Regions from separate parts of the Sus scrofa genome. Here region 2 is linked to region 1. The links are chromatin contacts, called in public Hi-C maps. All regions are on one chromosome and are shown on one strand. Each heading gives the region's core, a stretch centred on a gene start, on an enhancer-like site or on the middle of the called end of the contact. The rest is flanking DNA. Distances are from core to core; before and after follow the strand shown.

Region 1 (2,969 bases), core at 425-2,924:
CGTCTTCTCTAGGCAAATAGCCACGTCCTTGTTCAAACAACAGAGTGGGAGGGGAGTCCGAGTTTGCTTTTCATTCTCTCCTGAATTTCCTTCCCTCCCATTTCTCTTAACACTCTGCACAGCCTTACTCACTCCTGGGGCTTTGGAGCAGGCTACTGTTGACAACTCCTAAGTTTCTCTCTACACCAGACCTCTCTGCTCCCATCCTGACCCCAATACCCCAAGGACCTAAGGGACATTTCAAGTACAAACAGCTCAAAATTGAACTCATCTTCCTCTTGCCAGTGCATTTCATCACCCCCCGCCCGGTGTCCTCCCCACCCCAACACACACACACACTTGGCAGTCCTTGACCTTCCTCACGTCTAGTCCATAAAGCTATCCCGGCCTGAGCTATGCCCTATTAACCAGGAAGAGCTAGACTTCCGTCAGATTAAAGACCCTCCCTGAGGCTCTCCCTTCCAGACTCCAGCAAGCACTGCTGTGCTGCAGGTGCGCCCACCATGCACGGGAGGTCACGCCCTTTTCCTTCTTTCTGAGCCCCGACTCCCCACACCCAGGCCAGGCCCCTATATGCCCATTTCGAAAGCACTAGCATGCACTATGCAGGATCCACTTCCTTATGTCACTGGGGGAAAAAATAATAATAATAATAATAATGCCCTTCAGGAAGCCGCTGTCAACTTTTCTGAAGCAAGAACTGAAAAAAGCAGCTCCCGTCTCCCAACATTACCATCTCCGAGGAAAATTCTTCAACAATGAAATAACCACATATTTCATAAAACAAACCCAAAAGGAGTTCAACCAGTCTGTTAAACAGTAACAGGTTGCAAAGCCAGAACTAACCTGGATGAGGACTTCAAGCTGTGACAAAAAGAACACGAAATCAAGTTACAAATGGTCAAAGTCCACTGACTGACTGAATGACCCTCTGCCATTTCTGACAGCTGCACACCTGCTGTTCAGCAGTGGTGATTTTTTTTTTTTTTTTTTTTTGCCTGTTCAGCCTCGACCTGCTGAAACATAGCTCAGATGCAAATATTTTAGGAGGATACACTTCCTTAATACTGGACTATCAAAGCAAGGCCGAGCAGATTTTTCCAAGAATACAAGGTCTCATTCGAAGAGCAGACTTACAGTTTCAGCTCAGTTCAACTTTGTGGACAGACTACATACACCTCAATGAAGTTCTTTTCCTCAGTGTCTTTAAGGAGCATTTCTATGACTGATCCCAACACAAGGAGGGTTAATTATAAACTCTCAGGGTACCACTTGACGACCCAGGCACTGGTGGCAGCTGCAAGGACAGAGGTCATGTATGCTTCTCTCTAGAATAAAATTCTCTTTACCCCCACGTTAAGGTGATTACTCAAACTTTAAAGACTCCCTGTGCCCCGCCCCCCATTCCAGCCTACTCGAATTTTCCTTAGGCTGATTGACTCTAGGAAAACAAGGATTGCATTATGCTTGCCTCCTTGCAATGAGGTCAGTTCTAGTTTCAAATTCCCTTTCAGAACAACCCCAAGGCCACAGACTGTTAGAAACCCCAGCTGCTTGATAGCACAGGAGGGCCTCAGCCATGACAAGGGAGCATTACTCAAGTCCTAATCAGCAAATGCATCCTACACCCAGACTGGCATCCTTGCAGGTCGATTCCGACACGCTGGGCAGAAACACGTCTGAAAACAAACCCAGTCTCGGCTCCTCCTCCCAAAGCTCCTCGGCCAAAGCCAGGCTGCAGTGCAACGTTCAGCGGTGATTTTCTCCAACTGGCACCATCTGTGCAAGCCCTGCCAGACGTGCTGACAGAGCAGGCTGCGTAGACCATTACTAATCCACCAGGGTCAACGGGGTCAGGCCTGCAACACGATGCCTATAGATTTCAAAGGCAGGCCTTCCCTCCATGCCAGCTAATCCATCTATGTTGAAAAGCAAGCACATTTTTAGTCCACTTTCTTTTAAATTTCAAAGGAAAAAAAAAAAATCTCATTTTTAAAGCTCTTAAGCGAGGGAGTAGCTTGCATGTAGTCGGCGCCCTGATACCAGTTAAACTGTATGAGGCCTTCAGGGCATGAGGCTCACTGTCGATCCTTTGCCAAAACTGGGTCAAGAGACCAAGAGGATAACTCTCCTCAGATGACAAAAAGCCTTCAAAAGAAGAGGGACACCATGGATCAAGACTCAGTCTCTGTGGCCAAGAGTCCCCTACCCCAAGCTGAGCCTACAAACAAAGAGTAAATGCCAGCAGCTTGTCTCCCAGGATCACAAAGTGTGAGCTGAGGCAGTGTCAGCTGGGCTGGTAAGTAGCATTACCCACCACCTACTGCAGAATTCTGCCATGAGCAATGCCCCTACTATCGGCTACCCTCCAAGCGTTTGCTAAATACCTACTGGGTGCCAAGAGCTCATGTTTCTTTGCATTTCTGCAGTGTCTCCATTAAGGAACCAGGATGACTGTGAGTCTAGTACCTCAGCCTTGGACTGGCCCGAAGAGGCCCATGGCCCCACGAAAGCAGGATGGTGACCTTGTCTTCCAAGTGTCCCTGGGCAGCACAGACTTGCTGCAGGCCTGCTGCAGTAACAAAATAAAGCAGCTTGTAGATACTTTTATGAATACCAATGTGTGTGTGTCAGGACCAACACTGCCATCATTTCTTTGTAGTAGATGGTATGTTATTCTAGATCTTCAAAAGATGACTCAATCTAAGAGCCCAAAAAACTCCAACGGCCACAAAACTAAAACATCACCCCAAGCTCCAAAGAACCTAGAGCTTTTGTTCATAATAATTAAAGGTTTAAAGACATTTCACGATAAGTGACTTCATCTTCTTACATGTGCTTAGGTATCAGTTTCTCCCCTTACCAGAGTTTAAACGGCTACAGAGGTAGGAGTTAGGAGGAATTTGCAGGTTAAAAAATAATGAATGATTCCTTTAACCCAGATCATTTTCCTTGCACAGCAAGCTGGG
Region 2 (2,805 bases), core at 256-2,755, 280 kb before region 1:
GGGGTGGCCTACCAGGAGCGCTAGTTGGTAGGATGTATCAGGTATTTGAGAGGTGTTAGGACTTTGTATCCAAGAAGACAATGTTATCCAATGGCTATTGTTAAGTGAGACTGACATTCTAAAATCTTGATTCTCCAACCACCAGGAAGCAAAAGGACTTGTTTGGTAAAACACAGATGTCTGAGTTCCAATCCAATTTTTCTGATTAAGAAGGTCTTATATGGGTCTAAAAAAAATTATATTTTTAAAAGTTACACAGTGATACTGCTGGTCCTGGAATCTCCCCTGAAAAGTATTCTTCTGGAAGAAATTAATGAAAAGGGCAGGTGATTAACAAAAAATGAAAACCAAGTATGAAACCTAGACGGCTTCTGTGGTTCCTCACTAAGAGTCTATATCCTACAACAGGAAGAAAACAAAACTGGACTAGATTCTGGCTTAGTAGTCAGGACAACCAAACTCCCAACAAGGAAAATACTCAGCCAATGCAGGCTGTTAGATAAAGAGCATGACCTGGTTGGGACAATAGGATCTTTTCACTTGGGACAGAGGTCATCTGGGAAAAGGACCCTCAAAATTTTGAACCCCAAAGGGCTCTGCAACTTTAGAGCCTAGAAAAGTGGCCCACACATTATTATTAAGAGCTGGCATCCTTACCTTGATTGAAAACAATGCAGAGATCATTCATCTGCAAGATAACATGTGACCCCCACAACACACAATTCAAGGACAGTGATCCCTAAAAACAGCCAGCATGGCAAACACTATCTCAGTATCTGCTTCTAAAGAACCCGACTGTGACAGTGGGCCTCTAGCTGGCGATAACTGGAACCAGAAATTCCACAGTATTAATCTTCTTTTCCAACATTTCTATCTTTTTCTGCCTATCAGCTTAATTCTCTCCCACTGAAGGTATTTTTCAATCCTGTGTGTGGACAACACAGCCATGGACCTATCAGACTCACAGGATAGCAATTTTGTGGCCTAAGAGTCTAAGCTCCAAATTGAAAAAAAATCCAGGGGAAGAACCTCGTTGATCTGGCTTTGGTTATGTGCTCACACCTTGGACTAATCACTCATCAATGCGCCCAGAGGCATTAAAAACAAACAAACAAACAAACAAAAACCCATAACCATGGCATCCTAAGTCAAGTCCCCATTTCTGGGGCCAGAGAGCAAAGGACTATTACCAGAAGAAGAAATAGAAGGCACAGAATGAACAAGAACAATAGTAAGCCACTTTAAAATGTGATTGATACAAATTAATACCAGAATCCTCCCATATGTCCTCAATTATTTTGATAGTTTAAAAAGGTATGTGGGAAGATGAAGAAAAAAGTGACTACTTCTTGAACTACAAATTTTCCTATCTGATTGGGTATGAAATTAAAAGTCAGTAATGCGTCCTGGTTGCAACACAGAAACCTAACCTCTAACTTAAGCAAAAGCTGGAATGTATTGGAAGTCTCATGTAACTGCAGGAAGCAGTGATTCAGCTGGCCACAGACTCAAACACCACCAAGGCCATCTCTTTCATCTCTTGCCTTGGCTTCTCACTGTGTCACATCACACTCTCAGACCAACTTTCTCCACGTAGCAGGAAACAAGAGAGTGTGAAGCCACCTGCTTCCTATTTCCCTTCATCACAAATGCGGAAATACCTTCCCCCCTCCCCATGTTTAGTTTGAACAATCATAGGAAAAATCTTGATGGCCTGGTTGTTCACATGCCTGTCTCTGAGAACAACCATGAATAATCAGGAGGAAAGTCTCTTAGGGTTGGAGCAGCTTGATTTCATAATCATTGTGGGGGGAAAAAAAAAGGAGATGAATTATTTAAGAACGTGGAAGAACCAGGAGAACTACTCGGCTGGGAAGGGAGAAGAAGCATATATCAAAAGAGGGAATGCATATCCTAATAAAATCATAAGGGTACTAGACAGAGAAAAAAAACGGACTCCACCTCAGAGAACCTAAGAGCAGGGTTTGCTTTCTACCAGAAGTAGGGGAAGTCACATGCACCAGCCTGCAAAGTTTATAACATAACACACACAAAAAAGGAGGCACCAGTTCCCATTCAACCTCAGCCACCTTTGAAAAGATAGAGGGAGAAAAAGATAGGCTGTAGGATATAAGAATCTAAAAGGACCCTTACAAACCACTAAATTCCATCTCATTATTTTTTGGATGAGGCAGCCAAAGCCCACAGAAAAGTGGGCTCTTTCAAAACCACTGTTTGGGAGTTCTCACTATGGCTCAGTGGATTAAGAACCCAACTAATACCCAGGACGATGTGGGTTCAATCCCTGATCTCACTCCAGTGGGTTGGGGATCCAGTATTGCTGCAAGCTGTGGTGTAGGTCTTAGATATCGCTTGGATCCTGCATTGTAAGGCTGTGGTGTAGGCCAGCAGCTGGAGCTCTGATTCAACCCCAACCCTGGAAACGTTCATATGACACAGGTACAGCCCTAAAAAGAAAAGAAAAAAAGAATTTAAGTAAATTAAAAACCAAAACAAAACCACTGTTTGGTGGAAGGTACCATGATTTCTAGTCCATGGCTCATCCCACTATGTCGCAAGAGCCTATCCTCGTTAGTACTAATACCTCCAAGATTCTAGACATCATTAACCATATTCCTTGATTTTCAGGACTTAGGGTTTTCAATGATTTTCTCTGCTCACACAAGTTTTTCAATGGAAAGACAATAAATAAAAATTTAAATATTACTGGGGAGTAGCAGCCAAATAAATTTTTCAAAATTGACGCTGAACTTAGCCTAAGTTTTAAGACTAATATACTGTACC

Evidence for each region. A called contact is a pair of places that touch in the nucleus more often than the background predicts.
Region 2: a Hi-C map of embryonic fibroblasts shows a contact between it and region 1, with 3 times the contacts expected there. The contact joins two enhancer-like sites. A contact is called at or near these places in 2 of 47 Hi-C or Micro-C datasets (embryonic fibroblasts and fibroblasts).

Annotation. Positions count from the first base shown.
Region 1 is chr7:17,120,191-17,123,159 of Sscrofa11.1, reverse strand. All of the region lies in intron 3 of LOC100512907 (a long non-coding RNA gene), which reads right to left. Among named protein-coding and RNA genes, the nearest start is that of SOX4, 230 kb to the right of the region's middle. Within about 2 kb of position 1,674, at least 30 of the 83 cell types and tissues checked have an H3K27ac peak or open chromatin away from gene starts, as enhancers often do. A contact at or near this core is called in embryonic fibroblasts, where this site is marked.
Region 2 is chr7:17,399,816-17,402,620 of Sscrofa11.1, reverse strand. No RefSeq gene overlaps it. Among named protein-coding and RNA genes, the nearest start is that of PRL, 62 kb to the left of the region's middle. Within about 2 kb of position 1,505, at least 2 of the 83 cell types and tissues checked have an H3K27ac peak or open chromatin away from gene starts, as enhancers often do. A contact at or near this core is called in embryonic fibroblasts, where this site is marked.